Linked DNA regions of Triticum aestivum: region 1 is linked to region 2. The links are chromatin contacts, called in public Hi-C maps. All regions are on one chromosome and are shown on one strand. The core of a region is the stretch at or near the end of the contact, and the rest is flanking DNA. Distances in the headings are between cores, read along the strand shown. Region 1 holds the start of LOC123120449 (probable protein S-acyltransferase 4). Region 2 holds the start of LOC123120446 (scarecrow-like protein 9).

The links. A called contact is a pair of places that touch in the nucleus more often than the background predicts.
Region 1: a contact with region 2 is called in a Hi-C map of leaf, with 2.4 times the contacts expected there. The contact joins the promoter of LOC123120449 here to the promoter of LOC123120446 in region 2. A contact is called at or near these places in 3 of 5 Hi-C or Micro-C datasets (all in leaf) and 1 of 1 datasets of contacts at active chromatin or transcription factors (leaf).

Annotation. Positions count from the first base shown.
Region 1 is chr5D:244,692,316-244,697,384 of IWGSC CS RefSeq v2.1, forward strand. It overlaps LOC123120449 (probable protein S-acyltransferase 4), which reads right to left and starts at 2,112. Exons shown (of 5, transcript XM_044540444.1): 1 at 1,410-2,112; 2 at 1,022-1,207; 3 at 481-795. The coding sequence starts at 1,490.
Region 2 is chr5D:244,508,569-244,513,871 of IWGSC CS RefSeq v2.1, forward strand. It overlaps LOC123120446 (scarecrow-like protein 9), which reads left to right and starts at 3,375. Exons shown (of 3, transcript XM_044540441.1): 1 at 3,375-3,725; 2 at 3,927-5,303. The coding sequence starts at 3,593.

The DNA.
Region 1 (5,069 bases), core at 862-3,361, 180 kb after region 2:
GCCAACTGCAATTGAGGCCTCAAAAGTCAACTAGTGGGATATATGTTAGGTATAGTTCAGGACTTAGTTCACAAATCTGTTTGCTTGTTTGGTAACCTTACCTGCAAATCTAGTCAGATAATGGAATACACTAACGACTTGCTGCCACTAGCTGTATGTTCTCATTCAACTTAATTGGTTAAGAAAAGTTTTGTAGTACTGTTACAATCCCGAATGTAAATATCTTTTGTAAACTACATAGCTTTAGATATACCTTAACTTTGCACTGAAAGAAAACTAAGAGGTGATTAAAGGGAGTTAGGCTAGGTCTGGACTTTTACTTGGAAAGAAAGATTGTTTGATCTTTTCTCTTCCTGGCTCTTACTGAAGATAAAGTTCAATCAAGAAAGGTTAGTTTTTTTTTTGCTCTGCTAGATGCTTATCATAATGATATTCTATATGACTAATGGTAGGGAATAAGCAATAACCGTGTGTACTTACTAGTCCAATGCACTGGCCAACCCATGGGCAGTGGTGGTCAAACTTCTGGACGCAGTTGTTGCAGATGGAGCAGTGCGAGGATCGTGGTGGGCGGTACCTGAGGCAGGTCTCGCAAAACTTGAGTTTCACCGTGAAGCCATTCACGTTGACATCCTTGGTCCGGCGAAACCTCATCCGCGGGGTGCCCCCGACGCTCCACTCCATAGATGGCGTGGCGGGGAGGTTCCGTTCATCAGCTTCAGGCGGCGGGGCTCTTGTGTTCCGTGGCACTATTCCTGGGTCCCTGGCCGATGTCATGAACAGGAAGAACAGGTCCTGCAATTTTTTGGCGAAGATCACAAGGGTTTTTCAGCGTTGCATCTGGTATATATAGTGGCAACTGGAATCGTAAGTTTGAAACCCACGTCCTGTTGGTTTCAGCCTCAGGCCTGAAGGCTGGAACTGTTGTTGACTCCAGCCATTGTGATTATTGTGGGTATGATGGTAGAGCTGATGAAGAAGGTGACACCGAAGGTATGCAGACAGCAAGATGAAGACTAACCACTAGTGTTGTGATGATAACAATCAGTAGCGCAGCCCGGTGCATGTGTGGTTGCCCGTTGGAGCGGAAGAACTTGGACTGCATCTGGTAGCAGAAGACGATGGCTGGGCCGGCGACGAGGAACGATGACAGCAGCAGGGAGGCTGCGTCCGGCCCGAGTATAAGCCGTCCGCCGCACAGGAATACCTGCAGAGAAGCGAAGAATGATCTGTCGTGGTACACTCTGCTCTCTCACACATGTGAAAAACCTGGGGGACGAAACCTGCAGCTTTCATGAATCCCTGATTTTAGCTGAAAGGCTATCTACAGTTGCACGGCGCGCCAAAGCTCTTCTGACCAAGGCACGGAGAAGAAGGCGAAGAGGGGAGTCGAGCAAGGATGTACGTACGTTGTTTCCTTTCCAGGCCTGGTAGAGCCGCTTGGGCTGCGGCGGCGACGACGTCGGCTCAGCCTCCGACGGCACCATCATCTTGCCCCTCCTCTCGCTGCTGCTTCAGCCCTCAAGCATGGGGAAGTTTGGAATTTTTCTGTGTGTGCCTGGCTCTAGTCGACGAGACGGGCCGATGCTGGCCAGTGAGGCGACGGCGGTGGGGACGATGGCGATGACATTGAGGCCGCCGTCGTTGGGATGGTCGCACACCGCTGCTACGCTGGAGTACTTCGCTCTTGTTTAAGGCGTGGTTGCAGGCAGGACAAAGTTTGGACTTTGGAGCGTAGAGGAAAGCGAGGGAGAAGTTTGTTTGTTTGCTCGTCCGGTTGGTTAGGCGCAGACAAAGGACAGGGCGGCGATCCCGATCGGCCATGATGTGTACACTTGTCTTTTTTCCATTTTCCCACGCACTTCGTGAAATTATGGTCGCCAAGCCACGCAACGGCTAGGATAAACGGTAGTATATGCCCGGAGATCATTTGTTCAGCAACACACAGCCTATACACATCAAGCCGATCCACGGGGCCCGCATGTTGGATTCTAGAAACATCATGGACGCGTATGGACATTTTTGTGAAATAAGCACAAACGTTGTCAATTGTTTACGTTTTTGTAGTTTCTTTCCATTTCCTCCTTTTTGGAGAGGTTCTATTTGATTCCTGGAATTCTAAAAACCGATGAATAAAGAAACTTAGGAATCGGAAGTTCCATGGAAGTTGTTCGATTGCATCATTGGGGAAACTCAAAATTTCCCTTTGCAGGTACAAAATGCACCATATGTCGGAGTAGATTCCAACGGTAGGGTGTCTCGACGAGGTGAGTAGATTAGAGGGGAAACATGAGACAAGATTTACCCAGGTTCAGACCCTTCGTATGTGGTAACATTCCACCCTTGCTTGTGGGCATATTGCGATTGGGTTGTACAAAGCATAGGTATTACCGAGAGATTCTAATTTGTCTATCGACTAGCTCGATCCTGACATATATATGATATCGAGAACCATAGGTTTACAAGGACCTAGTCGGCTACGTCGGTGAAGGGGAGTCCTCCATGGCTCCGACTTCCTTGTCTTGAATGGCAAGGCTTTCAGAGTCTTCCTTCTGTAGGGCCCATGAGTCGACCACGGTAAACACCATCGGTGGCCCCCAAACCGCTCTTCAAGCTTGGTTGCATCCCGATCGACACCGATCGTCAACGCCACCTTTTCGCTTGCTGAGGTTGAAACTGGTTCTTTGAAACTTCCCTGAAAGTGAACGCTTCTCGCCGACCTCCTACGGCTGGCCTGCTCCCGAAGTCAGATGAAGCACTTCGGTCTTGATTTGTTGATGAGATGACCGATCGACGCAAGAGAGCTTTCGCGCAACACCTTTAAATTTCACGAGCCCGGTCTTGTCTTAGTTACACCGGACCAGACTCCCCAGCTAGTCGAACCAGACCACGTGTCAAGTTTGAGTGTTGGTCAACATGACGTGTGGTAGTGGGTTCGGGCCCTACTCGGGCAACATTCCATCAATACTTCGGCGCGCGCCTCGACCCCTGCTGCATTAACGACCACCCCTCAATCCCCCTGATACGTCTCCGAAATATATTTACTTTTCAAACACTTATGCTCTTGTTTCGGACTTTAATTTGCAGGATTTAAATGAAACTAACTCGAACTGACGTTGTTTTCAATAGAACTACTTTGATGTTATTTTTATGCAGAAATAATAGTCCTCAGAATTGGACAAAACTTCATGAAGATTGCAATATAAAAAAATACTAGTGCAAAGATACCAGAGGGGAGCCATCAGCAGCCCACAAGGCAGAGGCGCCATGCTGCCTTGTGGATCCCACGGACGGCCGTCTGACCTAATTCCAAGCCTACATATACCGTCTTCCCAAGAAAAAATCAAAGAGAAAGAATTATCACATTTTATGATACGGAGCCGCCGTCACATCTTGTTCATCATCGGGAGGCCTGATCTGGAGTCCGTTCGGGGTTCCAGAGAGGAGGATTCATCGCCACCGTCATCACCAACCCTTCTTCATCAACAATCCCATGATTCTTACCGTTGGGAGTGAGTAATTCCTTTGTAGGCATATTAGATGGTGATGTAGATGGATGGGATTTCTTATGTAATTGTGTCAATTTTTTAGGGCTTGTTCCCTAGTGTCCACTATGTTCACGAGCGCCATGATTTTAGATGCCATGATTTCAGATCTGAACCTATTAGAGCATCTCTAATAAAAGATGTAGATGCAAAAATAGCTAACTTTTGCATCTCTAATAAAAGATGTAAACTACAACACCTCACGATGAAAATTTGCATCTCCACCATCTGGAGATGTAAAACCGGCGGCCGCGCGCCAACCGTCGACTACCTTTCATTTCATTTCCCTCCCCCATTCCTCTTCCTCCCGGTCACTGACCGAACTGCCGCCACCGCTCAACAGTCACCCCGCACCACGCCACGCTGCTGCCGTCCCGCGCCACCTCCGGCCCCTCCGGCCGCTCCGCCACACCTACGCCGCCGCCCCGACTCCTCTCATCCGTCACCGCTCCGCCTCCTGCCGCCGCCTAGATCCCCACTGCCTTCGCCCCCAATTCACCACCACCGCCTCCCGCTGCCGCCCCGACTCCCCGCTGCGGCCGCCCCACTTGCTACTTCTTGAGCTTGCGTTGATTTTTCCCTTGAAGAGAAAAGGGTGATGCAACAAAGTAGAGATAAGTATTTCCCTCAGTTAAGAACCAAGGTATCAATCTAGTAGGAGGCACAAGCAAGTCCCCAATAGATGCACCTGCACAAACTAACAAACACTTGCACACAACGCGAAAAAGGGGTTGCCAATCCCTTCACGGTCACTAGCAAGAGTGAGATCTAATAGAGATAGATATAAAAGATAAATAAAAGGCAAAATAAAGTAAATATAAATAAATTGCAGCAAGGTATTTTTGGATTTTTGGTTTTATAGATCTGAAAAATATATGATGAGAAGTAGACCCCCGGGGCCATAGGTTTCACTAGAGTCTTCTCTCAAGATTGTGCAACATGTTCATGATCAAGTTGCTTAAAATTCATTATATCGTTCCTAAGGGAGATGATCTTAGTGGGAGGAAAATACTTGGAAATAAAAGCACCTTTACACTTATTCCAAGAATCAATACTACTTTTAGCCAAAGATGAAAACCAAGTTTTAGCACGATCTCGTAGCGAGAACGAAAATAGATTCAATTTAACAATATTATTATCCACACATTTTTTTCCTTGCATATCACACAACTCAACGAAAGTATTTAGATAGGATGCATCATCTTCATTAGGACCACCAGAAAATTGTTCTTTCATAAGAAGATTCAACAAAGCGACATTAATTTCATAAGATTCTGCACTAGTGACGAGAGCAATCATAGTACTAATAAAATCATTATTATTAGTGTTGGAAAAGTCACACAACTTGGTATTTTCTTGAGATATCGTGACAAAGCAAGCAATCTACCACACAAGCAAACAAAGCAAACGAAAAGACGAACGAAAAAGAAGGAAAAAAGGGCAAATATTTTTGTGTTTTTCTGAAAACGTTTTAGAAGTGGGGGAGAGGAAAACAAGAGGCAAATGGAAAATAATATAAGTGCA
Region 2 (5,303 bases), core at 2,125-4,624:
CAAACCCTAGTCACCGGCATCTCTATCTCCATAGCCACCATCACCACCAGATTGCTTCCTCGTCTAGTTCATACTTGCAATCGTGCATCGCACAAGACATCCATTGTAAGACATATTTGCAATCAATTAATCTTTAAGATGTGTTCTTCTCGCGATCTGATCTCCATGTGTGAGTAGTTTGGTAAGGTATGGGTTGAGGCGTGAGCCTTGCAACCCTCTGTATTTGTTGTGGGGATCACTAGAAGGGCTTTGAATTAACATCTCGTATTTGTGAAATAAAATTATTCCATAGATGTCTCTTGTTTTGTCCACGATCTTCATCCCTGCAAGTACCCAGGATCATGGAGACCGAGCACCGATGAGGCTAGGAGCAAGGATACCGTGAAGTGTTATACCGAACAGCGGTGACAGTAAGGTTTAGTAGGGTAACATGGGTCATATCCTTGGGGATACATGAGGTGCAGTCATTGAACGCCCAAGGCTCCTGTCTAATTTCATTATCGAGGCAACCCCACGCGACGGATAGGGCTTGCTGTAGGACAACTGTTATTGATGTAGGACTCGTGCCAGTCAAGATGTTGTTTGGACACATCCCCCACTTCGATTCGTAACAAGCACGTCTCGATGGGTGACTTCCAGCGCACAAATTAAGATCATATCTGGTCCCAACACAAATACATGGTTGTAAGCATTAATACCTCATACCCGTACATCTTTTTAATATAAGTGCTTGAATCACTATTTGCTTGCTTGATCCGGTCAAAAGCTGGATTTGACATTTTAACATAAGCTTACTAGAGACCATTGCTCCAAGGGCATCTTCCTCTCGTGGGTTCGATAACCCAGGGTCACCTTTGCGAAATAGGTGTGGGTTGCACTTTTCTGTTCCATTACCAGATCAATAAAAGGACGTATTAAGCACTTTTTCTGGTGTCGTTGCCGGGGAGGAGTTTTGTATTCCTAGTATTTGTGTTTAGAGTTTTTGTTAAAGTTAATTTTCAGTTTTTGTTTTTACTTTTTCTTAGTTTTAGTTTTTATTTTGTTGCAAGTTTTGTCAATTGAGAAAAACCGAAAAGATTACTATGGCTCATAATCTTGGGAGTTTTGCAATTCACAGCAACAACTTCATGCATCTACCTATAACACAACATGATGTTGCAGCCGCTGAGTATATGAGATCAAACCGAACCTAGTTTCCATGGTTCAACAGATTCAATTTGGTGGCTCTGCTTCTGAGGATGCCGGTATGCACTTGCATAATTTTAGTGAATTGTGCAACATGACACGCATTAAAGATTGCGACCCTGTCGCTCTGAAGTTGCGTCTATTTCCTTTCTCTTTGAGAGGAAAAGCTAAGGAATGGCTTCTAGATCTACCTAGAGGCAGTATTACTTCTTGGGATGATTGTTGCAGTAAATTATTATCTAAGTTTTGTCCACCTGCAAAGATTATGCAATTACGTTATCAGATTACAGGTTACAAGCAGGAAGAACGTGAGACACTATTACTTGCGTGGGATAGAATGAAAGAAGCTATAAGGAATCCGAGGGCCGACGTGAAGGATCGAACTCGCCTAGAAAGCCGAAGACCAAGATAATGAAGCTACCCAGAGGAAGGAGCTCCTATCCTTGGTTTGCAGACAAGTTCAGGGGCTACTGACGATGTCCTGAAATAGGGGGTGCACACCACGTCGGCCTACTGTTCATGGGCCAGGCCAACGAGCCACAAACAATTGAAGAATGGGATCCATGTGCCATGCCCCTGGCATAACCAAGATGGAGACCTCCGAAGACTTGGCGTATACTCCAAGGCGTGTTTGAATAATCAACATGTTTATCCCCATGTCGTAACCGACCATATGTAAACCCTAGATGCCATTGGTGCCTATATAAGCCGTGGGGTTTAGTCCATAGAGGCAAGCTTTTCAAGGTTTAGAGGTTAGAACCCCTTCATACGATCTCGAGGTAGATCATACTGTACTTTATACCCCATCCACAATTAATATAACATGAGCAGGACGTAGGGTTTTACCTCTTCGAGAGGGCCCGAACCTGGATAAATATCGTGTCCCTATTCTTCCTATTACCATCATTCCCATATCACCGGCTCGGGATCCCCTACTCGAGATCCGACGGTTTTAGCACCTACATGCACTAGGACAAGAGCATCATGTATATTGTCTCGTATTAATAGACTTCCTAGTTTTATCTATATTTCAAGCAATTTACCGTCGAAGGAGTTTTTTGATAAAGACAAGACAACAAGGGGACTTCCTCTCATTTCCCCACCTAACCCTAAGCGGCTAGGGAAAACTTTCCCATCCAGACTTCATCGAAGAGCCCGTGGATTCGCCTCCCCTCTGTGTGCCGCTCGGACAGCAGATGGCGGTGAGGAGAACCTCGGTGCCTCCGCTCCTGTTAGTAGTTTAAGTTAGATTTTTTAGTCCTCACAGGTGCGACGCTCGGACGGATGGCGACACCTTTTCTTCGAGTTTGTCTTTTGTGCTTCGATTCTTCTTGAGTTCGTCCGTTTAGACGTAGTCGACAGAGCTCTGGCGTAGATTCATGACATCTCCTTGGGGTGATGAGGTTAGGGTTTCTCGTAATGTGGCGAGATTTGGTGTTAGGTGCTTTAGATCTATATACAAGGGTTCAACAATGACGACTGCGACTCCAGTGCGTTGGTCCTTAGGGGCACGCACAGAAAGATTTTTCAGCTGTCATCAACCAGGTCAAGCTGGCTATGGTAGGACATCGCGTTGATGACTCTTTCTAACGGCAGTAGTGGTCGTTCGGTGGTCTTAAAATCTCGATGTAATTTCTATTATGTCTCAGATTGTCTGTATTTCGATAAACTTTTATAATAGATCTAAAATCATTTAAAAAAATTCAGATCACAGTGCAGATGAACGACGGTGTAGGCCGTGCCCCATCAGCACACGTGCCAAAAATGTATTCGGTTTGGCTAGTTCACATCTAGATATTTTTTAAGGATGTCACATCTAAACTCCCAAAATATATAATGCAGTAACAAAAAACAAAAAAACTAGGACAAAAAAAAATAGACCTCAAACAAAGTGAACATTAGCTTAAATGTGACGTAACTATGTCACATCTAGATGTGTCCTAAACAGACCCAAATGTATTTTCCTCACAAGGCAGAGGGTGTTTCTCCAACTCTTGCTTGGCGGGTGTAATCAAGCGTAATCCTGCGGAGGGGGGGTCGCATTCGCGGTGCTGAAAAGAGGAAAACCCTCACATGCAGGAGCCACCATCATCGAGGTTCTGGAAATCTCTGAGACCTCGATTATCTTTTACTCTACTTACTTATTAGCCAGCCACCATCACGGGACGAGATTTCTTTTCCTTTTACTAGCTCCGGGTCCAACTGCCAAGAGACCTCGCCGCTGGGGAACTGAGCAAAAGGAGGAATACCTCTGCTCAGCCGCGCACACTTGATCCCCCTCCCAATCAAATCACCTCTCTCCCCCCTCTCTCTCTCTGTCTGCCCCTCGCCGCGCCCCTCTCTCCTCCCCCGCCGATCCCGCGCGGCTACCGGAGGCCCGGCTGCGGCGGCGACGAGGCGGCAGGCGATGACATCGACCCCGCAGCCTCCCCGCGATCGCGCGCACGCCGCCCCGCCCGCGCAGGACCTCACCGGCCTCGGCCTCGCGGCCGCGAGGTCCCTCCGCCACCGCCCACCTCGCCAAGGGTCGATGCCTTCAGGTGAGCATGGCGCCAGCGTCAGTCCGTGATCTCCCTGTCATCGCCACCAGCCTGCGAAGTCCGTGAACTGCAGCGCTCTAGTGTTTTCCTTCCTGTTATTTTCTGCTCAGAGGTCAAATAGATAGTTCACTCACACAAGTCCCCAAAACTCGATCACTTGACATCTTCTCACTGACTGAAGAATTTCATGGTGTTTGGCAGGTTCTGTGGAGCACCAGACCATTTCAGGCTCACTGATCCACTCAATGATTCAGTTCTGCGGAGCACCAGAGTACTTCATGTTCAATGATCCGCAGCCGGTGATCCCACACCATGTGGCCGCGGAACCCAGTCACAATGCTCCCGTGGCCACCCTCTCCAGGGCCACCAACACAGAGACTGACAACCCCGAAGACTGGGAGTTCATCTCGGATGAGTCGCTCAACTACATCAGCCGGATGCTCATGGAGGAGGACATTGATGAGAAGGTCAGCGTGTACCAGGAGGAGTCAGCCACTCTCCGTGCTACCGCAAAGCCCTTCTATGACATCCTTGGGCACAAGTTCCCGCCGTCCCCTGACCGCACGCTCACGACTTGGTCCCTGGACAGCCCCAGTGAGAGCAGCAGCAGCGGTCATGCCCAGTCCTTGTCCAGTGTGGGTACTAGCGGCAGCATCGGTGGTGCGGTTCATAGCAACCAGTGCCATAATGTTGGACACTCTGAGCAGCTGGAAGCTTATCGCGGCTTGTGTGGCCGATCTTCTCAGCCACTGGTTGCCCCACCAAGTGGTGTTTCTGATGCAGCAGAGTCACTAGAAGATCCTTTGATCACCAACGGCAGGATCCCCGAGTATTTGTTCGAGAGCCTTCCAACTTGGGATTTCAGGAGAGGTGTCGAGGAAGCACAGAAGTTTCTCCCTGGTGGTGATAAGCTAGTGATTGATTTAGAAGCTGCTGGTGTCTCAAAGCCTCAAGAAGCAGTGAAAGACATTCCTTTCAATGTGAGCAGGACAGAGGTCTTGAAGGCCAAGAAAAACAGACAGAGCGAAGATCTTGACTTGATAGAAGGACGGAACATTAAACAATCTGCATTCTGTTCCGATGAGCCTGATGATTGGGTTGAGATGTTTGATGATTTGTTTCGTCAAACTGAAAAAAAGGCTACAGTTCTGCGAGAAAAGATGCGCAGCGAAGCTTCCAAGAATTCTCAGGTCATTCAAACGAAAGGAACAACTGGGGTGAAGACACGGGGCAGGAAGCCGACTAAAAATGATGTGGTGGACCTTAGGACCATCCTCATCCACTGTGCACAGGCAGTGGCAGCTGATGACCGCCGAACTGCTAATGAGTTGCTAAAGCAAATAAAACAGCATTCCAAGGTAAATGGGGATGGCAGCCAGAGGCTGGCGTTTTGCTTTGCACAGGGTCTCGAGGCTCGCTTGGCTGGCACAGGGAGCCAGCAGTACCATAGGCTTGTAGCAAAGCGGACAACCGCGTCCGACATGCTTAAGGCGTACCATCTTTACTTTGCAGCATGCCCATTCAAGAGGCTCTCACATTTCCTCTCCAATCAAACAATCTTGAGCATGACAAAAAATG